Regions from separate parts of the Oryzias latipes genome. Here region 1 is linked to region 2. A link is a contact called in public Hi-C data. All regions are on one chromosome and are shown on one strand. The core of a region is the stretch at or near the end of the contact, and the rest is flanking DNA. Distances in the headings are between cores, read along the strand shown. Region 1 has its middle 19 kb from the start of ccp110. Region 2 holds the start of pdgfa (platelet-derived growth factor subunit A).

What was found. Hi-C and Micro-C count contacts between places; a contact is called where the count stands out from the background.
Region 1: a Hi-C map of embryo shows a contact between it and region 2, with 4 times the contacts expected there. The contact joins the enhancer-like site here to the promoter of pdgfa in region 2. A contact is called at or near these places in 2 of 5 Hi-C or Micro-C datasets (embryo and fibroblasts).

What each region holds. Positions count from the first base shown.
Region 1 is chr8:11,468,887-11,474,503 of ASM223467v1, forward strand. No RefSeq gene overlaps it. Among protein-coding and RNA genes, the nearest start is that of ccp110, 19 kb to the right of the region's middle. Within about 2 kb of position 1,900, at least 1 of the 8 cell types and tissues checked has an H3K27ac peak or open chromatin away from gene starts, as enhancers often do. A contact at or near this core is called in embryo, where this site is marked.
Region 2 is chr8:11,413,373-11,419,162 of ASM223467v1, forward strand. It overlaps pdgfa (platelet-derived growth factor subunit A), which reads left to right and starts at 3,003. Exons shown (of 7, transcript XR_909157.3): 1 at 3,003-3,643; 2 at 4,606-4,702.

The DNA.
Region 1 (5,617 bases), core at 650-3,149, 54 kb after region 2:
CTTGTATTATATTTGTTGACTTCTCAAGCATATTTGATAAAATAGACACACATTTCATGGTTGCTTTTCTAACTGAACCCAGTGTGTACATGCCAAAGGCTGCATTTCCTAAGCTACGAACACACAGGGCATGTGATCCATGCTCAAGAACGTTCTAAACGTGGGTTCTTGAATGCGCATTTAGCCTATTGTGTTCACACTGGACAAGCAGGAAGGGGCTTTTTTCTAATGAATCACCTCCAAATCCGAGTCCCTGATTGGTCAAAGTTCACCTGATTAAACAAGAACGCACATTCAATGGCTGCGCCGTTTGTACATTGAGCCTGTAAACTGTTGTAGAAACTTGCATAGCGACACAAGAAAACAAGAGAGTTTTCAATGTGGAAGCCCGAGACACGTGTTTAATCTCATTTACATAAACTTTTCATTGGAAGTGGCCTCTTGAATATGCGTTGCAAAGGGCGGTGTGACCGTAGCTTTAGAGGTGTCCCCTAAGGGTCCATCCTGGGTTTAATTTAGGTCGTCAACAGTACTGAAAAAAAATGTTTTTTTTTCTGTGTTTCCTCAGTTGGGACTTTTAGGTAATTTCTCCTTTGTGGAATCCATAACGTCCTAATCTATTCTATTCTATTCTATTCTATTCTATTCTATTGTTCTCAGTGGGTCTAAATTTTGACAAATACAACGTTCAAGATCAGTATGTGATACTTCTAAATGTTATGATATCCTTTCAAGTTCATAATGAATACATTGCGTCCCTGCTACTGCTATGCAAGTGAAATAGCATCTGCAGCATTTCAAATAAGAAACTGCAGCTGCTTATGGGAGAAGTTTTAGGGACAATTCCAAACAACTTAGTCTCCATTGCTCTTGATGAAAGAAATTGTCTCATTTGGAGATAGTGACAATTTCAGGAGTAATTTTCCTTTCCCTAAAATGCTCAGAAAAACCTTAAAACTTCAGATTGATTGAACAGATTGATTGCAAGGTCCACAATTCTGTGTATTGGGAAGTCTCAACACTACTCCTAAAAAACATTATATTTCTAAAGCATTTGAAAAAGTTTCCAGTAAGACGCCTCTTCTCCCTGAATCAAACAAAGCGGCACCTTTTGCGTTTCACTAATTACACGATTGTAGCAAAACAAAGGAAAGATGTTTGTCCGCAGTGCAGGAGTGAAACAGAATATTGGCACAAACAACTTTCCACTATGATTTCTGGTGGTCTAGACATTACCTGGAATTGGGTCATTCAATGAGATGATATGTTCACACAGAGCGTAAAACCTGCAACTGCATAATTAGGGTGGGCTCTTAAGCCCAACTAAAGTCCATGTCTCAACGTGATTGAGAAGCTGTCATGCAAAACCCTGTAAACAGTAAAGAAATGAAGCAAAACTTTGAAAAGAATGAGCCAATCTGTGACGAATTGAAAATAACGAAGATAATGTTTTATCTCGAAAAACCCAGCTATTATCAAGTATTATTTCAGTATTTCAAAGGTCAGGCAAGGACCAGATGAACGCTTGTTACTATTTGATAAATAACACCTAAAAGGGGGAACCATTTGTCTCCTATGTGATGTATGTGACTGCATGTGGTGTTTCGATCTGATGGCAAGTCAATGTTGCCAGGAACACCATACTAAGCTGTGTTTGTGTATGTGTGAGATTGTATAGTGTCTCGTAAAAGAACTGTGGCTGTCCCGCACCCCTTTTTTACTCTCCTCGTCTGCTGTTCAACAGAGAAGTGGAAAGTCCATAATCAGAATCTGGAAACTGCAACCACAACCAGCAAATTCACAGAACACTGATTCATTGACTTGCATTGCACACACAAACTCAGAGACACACTTGGGGTGGGGAACAGGAGCAGCAGCAGTGGTCGTAGCAGTAAATTGGTACAGGCATCCGTCAGAAGCCCCATGAGTCACCCACTGGAAAAAGCACAACTCTCCAAAGCCAAAGTAGATATTCATCAAAAGTGATTGCGGCCAGCACCAACTCCTGCAAAAGCACAGTCAGATATATACATACACAATTATTTGACATACACATCGGCTCATGGTTATGTGCACACATGGCAGCACATGTTAAATGAATATCCATGCATGCACACAAGGAGTCTAGGGAAATTTTGTGGTGTTGATGTTAAGACCAAGGAAAGGTAGGAGGTGCATGCCTTCAGAAGAGACTGCTCAAACGCTGCAGAGCACTCATGGGCTTTTCATATTCTAAATGAAGGTTCACCTCACAATATAAACACAGACGAAGGAACCAACATGAATTAAACCTGCTATTATTTCATGCTTTTGTGTATTTGAGCCACTAATTGAGAAGACAGACGCTGCAGCAAGTAGAAAGAAGGCGTGGAACGTGGAGACCAACCCAAAGAGAAACATTTGATGCAGTAGATCAACGCCACACAAAGAGAGTTGACAACTTTCCAGCTAGTTTATGCCAAAGCGACAGAGAGGATTCAGACGCACAAAAGACGTTCAAGCTGAGTTCCTGCTGTGCCTGAGTAAAAGTCGACACTAAAGGTTTCAACACCAAAAGTTGGGCTACACTTAGGTGAACCTGTCATTTCTGTGAACTCCATCAGGTATCTGAAGCCCCAAACATGAACACAGGGAAAGATGAGAGACACACACAATTGTCCAGGAATCTAAATATCGTTAGAAAAGTTGATGTCAAGTTGGTCCATCAGCGTCTCGTGTCAGCTACCACACGCCATCTACCTCAATCTGCTTTTCTTTTTATTATAACAGTATTCATCAGATCCAACAAACTTTAAAAAACAACTTTGTTGCATGAATGTTTTTTAATGGCTTCCGGTCAAAAGGTCAAAATTGTCTTAGCAAACATTTTTTTTTTTAAACTCTGATAAACTTAGAGAAACCAAAGTTTAATGCTAGCACACGATTTTTTAAAATATTCTTTTTGTTGCTGGTTCCAATTTTTTTTAAACATATATTTGTGTCAGAGGCAGTCTAAGAACTGTTGACAGCAAAGACATCTTGGGACTAATACGTTTCGATTGATTGTCATTGCATTTAAAATAATTGAGTCTAAAAAATGCAATCATAATCAATGGTAGCCTAATTAACATCTCGGTTTTTGGGTTTTATTACATCATCAACTGAGTTAAAATTATCGATAACAAAGAACAGAACTTGCAGAGTGAAGAGAAAAGAAATCACTACATGTTAGTGGAGTGCATGAAGGTTAATGCTGTGAATACATGAAACATCTAATTCTTATAAAGTCTTAAACTCATGGTCCTACCTTTCTACCTGAAATGACCTATTTAATCAAAAGATTATGTTACCTGTTTGCCATTTTAGTTTGTTGGTCAACAACTTTATTCCAACAATAACTCTGCAGACAACCTTTAGTGTTCCAAATGCTTTTCAAATAGAGAAAGATGATGGTTAAATACAAATACAAAACACACAGGAAAGCACATTTGTCAGTTCCCTAAATATGATTTTTGGCCTCCTCTCAAAGATATGTTCTGCTTCACTTTGTCCTGTGTGGTCTTCCAGGACGGCACTGCAGAGATTCCTGAAACATCAGACAGAGTGTGGGTGTGGCCACCAATTGCAGCCGACACCTCACACATGACCTCCTCAGGGTCAGCAGGTCAGATCCTGATAATCCTGTCTTGTAGCTTGCTTGGTGTTCGTGTGTTTGCCCTCCCTTGAACAGGGCTGACGTATGCTTGAACTTCTCTTGCTTTTTCATCAGAACAGATGCAAAGTTGCAAAATGTTTTAAAATGCATTTTCTGAAAATGATGCTATATGTGTGTAGAAGAAGGAATACATGTGAAATGTGTCTGGAAGGGGTTCAGAGGGGCCACACCTGCAGGAGAGCTGCATGGAGCCTCACGATTAGGTACCAGAACCCGAAGAATGATTAAACAGGGTGCAGAGGGCCCCCCTCCCCAAAGCACCCATATGCATTGTTAATTCAAGCTTTTCCCATCATATTGTGGAAAAGGGAACAAAGCACAACAGACAGGTGCACTCGGAGCGCTCACAGAGCAGCACAGTCAGCTCCTTCAGCAAAAAGAAGAAAGAGAAAAATCAAAGAACCGAGAGGGAGGGGGGATGAGGTGAAAGATTATAGTCAATGTGGGGAGATAAAGTGCCCAATGCATAAAGGCTTTACTATTCACCCCTTTTCTTTAGCTTCCAGTGAAGTGTGCTCCAAAACACGCATAATGACATAAGATAAAGTTGTAGTTTTATTCTTTGATCAAAGCTTTTAATCTGATGTGCTTTTTTCAGACTATTTTTATTTAATTCTGGTCCACAGTTTTAGAGAAGTGATCCAAATTAAGAAAACAAGATCCTAAAAAACTAGTTCGATTTTGGGAAACATCTTAGGAAATGACTTTTTTAATCAACTTTTAAATCTATGTTAGCTTTTCCCATTTGTTTAAAGCAAAACGTCATCACTTGCATTGTACGAATTTAGATATATACACACATGTGTGTGCATGCATAATTTTGAGGAATGTCTTCCCTGAATGTATAATGGCAGCTGGGATAATTAATCATGTGGCAAACAGACAGAGGACTGGGGTCTGTGGAAGTGTGCATGTGCAGTTATCATGTCACACCGGACCACCAGCAGTTACGAGTGTGCCATTTGTCTGCGCATGTAAATTCCTTGTACATCTATGCGTGTTAGTGTGACTTCTCAGCAATGGAGACACCAGGACACTTGGCACCACGCTGACGTGACCCAAAATTCAACCCTGCGGGATGCCACTGGCAGTCTGACATGAAAAATGGCGGCAACTAAAGCGCATCACAGAAAACAGTAACCAGGTGCTATCACGGTGCATGGGTAAAACAACATCAGACTTCAGGCTTTAGGTGTGTTTTTTCCCCTCTACTAAGCTGACCTCTTTGAACTACAAGAACTTTCATAGAGAGAAGAAGGGAAACAGCTTAAGACACCTTTGGGCGCTTGTGTTACAAGCTGCAAGAAGAAACATGATATCTGTATGCATTTCTCTCTTGGGAACGATCCAATGTTGAGGGATTTTGACTCCTCTGCTCGTATAGAAACATGCTTCTGTGTACACAGTTCTTCTCCGCTGGCAACGTCTTCCTTTCTCTCCGTTTTTACTGAAAGACGTGTTTGTTGGTTAAAGGTTGAATTATAGGTTGAATAAACTTCAATAGGATCTGGATTTGGGCCTCAAGCCAGTGGGCCTTATCTAGCTTTGGCATTTAGCACTTTCTATATGAGAGCAAGGAAGCTTCTCAAGCCTTTGATTCAGATTTTATCAGTTTAACAGGCATGTGATTATGTTTGAGTTATATGAGCTTCAGCACACTTCAGGCCTACTTGCAAAGGCCAACTTTACTTTTTTTTTTTTTTACTTCCACTGCATGGAAAAGTTTACTTTTGTGCTGACATCACATTAGATGTGTTCATCCCTTAAGGTATCAAGGAGTTACCCTGAAGAAATGATGACCCCCACCCCCTCCCCTCCTTTCTTCTACAATTGCTCCTTTCAGACCTGCTATTTTTGATCCTCTGGGCGGTGAAGTTGGGTCAGAGAGTCAATCTAATGAGCTATTAGCTGAGGGGATAGTAG
Region 2 (5,790 bases), core at 1,753-4,252:
TATTCTATCAATAAAAGAACATCTTTGTTTTTTTTTGCGTGGGGGTTGAAGGGGCGTTTTTTGTTCCCAATAAAGGGATCTGATTCAGATCCCACCTGGGTGCAGGGATGGCTGCTAGGACACTTAGAAACCTCCTGGCCAGATTTCTCTCTGATCACTTCTTTGTAGCCCTCTCAGGAAAACTTTCATGGCAGAATGCAGAGTAAAACTGTCAGGGGCAGAATTATGACAACACCAAAACACAATCAGACAGATCTGGAGATCACACAGAGAGGATGCCCTGGTCTCTTAACAACTCAAGTGCGGTGCTGTAATACATAATGCGTTGCAGCTGGAAGACTGCCTTGTATACTTCCAACCACCAGCTTTATGTGTGCATGTGGCGCCATTTTTGATCCCAGACTTGGATTTGATTACAGTATTGTGACTTGTGAAAGAGCAGTTTGGTATTGTGCCCCCAGAATGCCTGCACAGCTATAGTGCCTTTAAGGAGAAAGGGGTCTATAGGGGTGCAGAGAGGCCCCACAGAGCATTTCATTCAGGTTGCTATGCATGTTAGACAGATTAAGTCTTGTAAATGGCTGCCAGTAATCGTCCCTATAAAAGAGCAGCTGCGTGTAGCCGGTTGTAATATGGCGGCTTTACTTTGCCTCCCTCCACTGCATGACATGCAGATTTGCATATGTGCACTGCTTGTTTATGTGAAGAGAGGTTGCCCTGGATATGCACTCTGCTCTGGATGACTTTCAAGTCATATCTAAATTGCTGCCACTCTCTGGAATGTACCTTTGCTCCTGGGAAATATCACCTGAACGACTTCTACGTGTGTACACGAGCAATCCTATAAATGTTTCCACCAATTTTTGTACGTAGATTACAAGTGCTTGTAGGTGGGGGGAGAAAAACCCGCTGGGGGCTTCACCTCTGTCATTCTGATGAGCTGGTTAAGACTTTAGTTGGTGAGGACAAATTCCAGCCTGAGGAGCAAGGAGGGAATCACTCCAGTCAGAAAGCTTGGTCTTTGAGTCATGACTCATGCAAGCTTGTAATGTTCCTGGGTGGTGCTTGGGTAGAATAGTAATGGGGGGACATAGAGTTAAGATCTGTGTTTGTTTCTCTGTTGCAAGGCAATCCAATCTGAAACTTCGTTAGAAGGTGTCGTAGAATCAGGACTACTAGTGGAAAACACGTCTGAGTGTGACAGTAAAAAAGGACACAAGGCTATCGCCATAATTGGTTTCTATTGTCAGTTCTGGTATCTTTTTATGGTTCTCCGGCACATTGAAGTGTGAGATTCCTTGCTTTCGTTGCACGGTCAGAGTTCAGCTGCACTGGGATCAAGTTGAGACTAAGATTCTGATGTGAAGGTTTATGTTCAAGTTATGAGGATTTGAAAAAGCAGAGTTTGAAAAACACATTTAAGTGTTTATTGATGGTTTAAAAAGACAACTAAAAAACACAATCTAGACAATTAAGTAAAAGGCTCTACATTTGAATATGGAGGCAATTATGATATCAGCAGACTCCTGATAAACATGAACAGAAGACAACATAGTGAATTTGGATTTCTGTGATGTCCAAATGGGGAATTAAACCAGGCGTAGACCTTTAATTTTTAACTGAATCTGGTTTATTTATTTTTTTAAATGAAGTTTCTCTGATTTATGACAACAGAAAATGCTTAAAATCATGGCTACCAAAAGCAGAGGAGGAAAACTAGCAACAAGATCAAATCACTTGCAGCTCCCATCTACCCTAATATTTAGAAAAAGCTTCCCTCTTCCCATTGTTCTTTTCCCTGGGAAGTATGTGTGGCCCAGGGAAGAAACAGCAGTCATCACCTCTCACAGCGTCCTCCGCGAAGTCTTTATAGCTATATTTACTGTGCAGCAGCATCTATAAAATCATTTAATTGGGTTAATGTTGTGAGGTACACAGGCCTCAGTTGCCAATAAACGTGTTACCTCATGGCTCCTGCAAGAAGCAGGCAGAATGACGGGGAGCGAAAAAGTTAAGGAATGCTTTTCTGTGCTCACCTGTTTTCCTTTTTTTATGATATCACCTCCTGTCAATAAATATTCCACTGTCTCAGTCTGTTTTTCCACCCCCCCTCCTTTTTCTTTGATGATATGAAACACACATCTATAGGAAACACGAGTCATGCAGCAGGGAAGCCCTTTCAGGAGGGGAGGCTGACTTGTGATGTAACCATGACAACAGTGTAGTGTCTATCCCAGAAGGGATGATCAACCTGTCTGAGTCAGTTCTTCTTGAGATCATAAACATTACTGCTCACAGTTGCTCATGTAACCGTGAAGTCAAGGGCTTCACCTACTAAAAAATCTGTTTAAATACTTTGGCGGAAGAAAAAAATATCACACTGACAATCTTCTGTTTTACTGCAGGTTTCTAACCACAAATCCCCAAAGCTTGTCTTGCAGGATCCAGCTGAGTGGACACGGAGGACCACCGGGTCGGCTGACCTGTTGCTCCCTGCTGGCTGCTGAGGTGTCTGTGTTTCTGCTCCTGCAGGTATCTCTTTATCAGACCCTTTGGGCTTAACTTCCAGACCTTCCTGCGCATCACAAACACAACTTCCAGCTTCCTCCAGACAAGTTCTGACCAGTCAGTGCAGCCTACACCTAAAAGTCTACCTGTGCTCAAAACAATTGTGAAAGATTAAAATGAATGGTAAAATGTATAGTTAATGTGCAGATAAACGAAAAGAGCCAATTTCAGATGCATTGTTTTCATCCCAAAACCTTCCAATGATTCATCATTTGTTCACCATTTTCTTTACATCATCTCACACAGTGACTGAAAAATCCCTCAATGGACTCTCTCTCACAAGTCTTGTGGGAGGGGGAGGGAAGATGTGCTTTTTGCAGTCTTAAGTCATACAAGCAGCCAACCAGCTCTCTCTGCTGAATAGATGCACGATTACCAAAACGCGAGGGGAGGCGCAACGGGCACGGAGCTGCTGGCTCACTATATCCAGCGCTTCAGAGGCTCTCTGACACCATTCACTCCAGAGTCCCACGCAGCCAAGGACCTGCATAGACCTCTGCAAGACGCACTCTGGATAGCACAACTCGGAGGGCTTTTTCTCTTTTCCTGCGCGCCTCTTTTGGGATTATTTGATAAAGGACTTAATTCTTAGTTTCCAAATAGTAATAGGTGTTTTTCAAATGTTTTCCAAATAGAGGAGTGTTTTGTCTTGGCGTTGTGTTGAAGTTTGAGGCTTTGTTTTAAGGTGAAGGACAAGTGCAATGCGCGTCAGGCTCGTTTCTTGGAATTGCCTCAGTTGCGCTTGAGGATTTATGAGGAGCTGCAGCGCAGGACTCGCTCGAGAAGACGCAGCTCCGATGTGAACAGCAATTAACTGGCAGCCCCCTCAACCTCTCCCAGTTACTGTGAAGCAAGTGCAGCACCACGTCTGACTGAGTAACCCGGACCACCCCCCCCCTCCCCATTCCTCTCCCTGAGGGGATGGTTGTGGATCCTCTGGGGCCAGGAGCGACTTTGGGGCTCCTACACATCAGTAGCTTTTTCGCTTTTGGGGTTAACTTTGATTTGAAGGGAGATGAGAGCCGCACTTTGGTACTTCCTGCTGTGGACGACGTACCTGCTGGCCACCGCTGAGGTAAAGTCTACCGCCTGCGGGGTCGTGTAGTTTATCTGGCCCATGTCTTGGTGTGAGTTTTATTCCTGTTAGGGTGCAAAGGTCCCACGGAACACGCATACCTCATGTAGACAGCACTAAGTTGTTCAATAAAAAAAGCGCAAAAAGATGTTTTATTATTTAGAGATGATTCCCAACTAAATTAACCTTCAATTAATAATTTAGCAGAGATGAAGGGACAAACGAATTGGAAATTTGCTGTAATATAACGTTTCATTAACAGCAGACTAAACAAGCACCATATCAGTTCAAATCCCAGCGAGGACAAGTGCGCTTTGAAGAGCCAGCACTGCACGCGCACAGGCGCGCGTAGACGCAGTTATTTTTGTACTTTTGTTCCAAATCTGTGCACGGCCTGAGCCAACTGCAAACATTTTTTGGTTGGGCCATAAGCGCGTCCTGGGGAACCGCTCTGGGTGATTAAAAATAGCACCCCCCCCCCCCCACCACCACCCTTTTTTTTTTCTTTGAGGCTGCACGAATGGCTGCAACAAGTGCAAAGTGTGGCGACGCGCAGTACGCACGACCTGACGCCCCCAGGCTGAAACTAGGAAACTTCAAAGACTGTTTTGGATCACTCTTTTTTATATTACTTATATCCAACAAGTTATCGGGGGATTGAAAAGTTTTTAGTTTGTGCAAAACTGTTTTTTTCAGCACACATTTATTGTTTAAAGAAACTACACAATCTGGCATTTTCTTCTGCGCCACTTTCTCTCCTTGGACCAGAGGAATGTATGAAAACAGATCTGCTTTGCGCACAGTTGTCCAATCCCGATTCCCCCTGGCGCTTGTCTGAACCTTTATTTATTCAGTCAAACAATTACAAAAACGTTTCCCATTGAGCCAACACGTCTCTAACGCTCGTGTCTTGTTTGATTTCTTTCCTCCCACTCCTCTGTCCCCCCACCCCCAACATGAAGGAAGCGAAGTTCCCCCAGGAGCTGATAGATCGACTGTCCCACAGTGAAATCCACAGCATTAGCGACCTCCAGCGGCTACTGGAGATTGACTCCGTAGGTAAATTCTGCCTCTTGATCCTTTTTTTCCCTCCTGCAGTTTGGAAAAAAAGTTTCCACAGAATAAATATGTGAGTTTATTCAACCATATCTTTGAGCAAAATGGTAAAAACCACTCAAAACTTGTATGCACAGAGTTGAACCCTAACAGGTGCACATCGGTCAGACATTTTTTTTCCCTGGAAGTGGAGTAATTTCCTTGCCGGAAAGTTGTTCATGTTTTTTTAAGTGCAGGGATTCTGTCTGGAGGTTTTTTTTTCTTCACATGAGTTTATGTGTACATTGGCTTCTTCTGTATTTCAAATCCCAAAGGTTTGTTGATGGAAATAGGTAATTATTGCATTTACTTTAACAGGAAATTTACCCAGCTGCTCATTAATAATCCCCAAACTTCCATGTAACAAAGCGACACTAAGCATGATCTTTCATTTTGTGTAAACAAATGTTTGCTTCTCCCAGGGCAGCATTAATGAAGAGCTCTACATATTTTTTGAGTTATTTCAAAGCAGCCAGTGCTCCCCAACAACATTATCTCACTTTATGTTTGGTTCAGATCAGATTTGTGCCTTAAGCATGGGAAGAGCTTTTTGTAATAATTAAATTAACATGCCTGTCTACAAGCAGAGTAATGTTTTGCAGGGAAACAGTAGTAGCCCGATTATTATTATGAGGACATAAATCTGTCTGAGGGTCAGCTTGCCGGCCCACGGTCAACTCGTTTCAAGACTTTTGACGCCAGCCAGATGGGGATTTTCAAAGCTTTAGGTAGGAGGGAAGCTGACAGGGCAGAGTATTTCACATCAAATGTAGAAAAAAATTACCTTTGTGGTGTTTTCAAATCAAAAACTTTACCCTTGGTTGAACAGCCACTAACTAATTGGCAAGAAAAAACCTTTCAGGAATTTCTTTCTAAAAGGCAGCAAAAAAGTTGTGTCCTTTTCTGTGTTTGTTCCGTCAGTGATCTTTGTTTCTTGAAGGGTAACTGTAAAATTCAAGCCTGGAGGGCATACAGTTATTGTCTGTCATTTGCCGCCGTCTTTAGTGCAGACTTGCATGACTTTTTTTTCCGCGAGGACTGTGTCTTCGGCT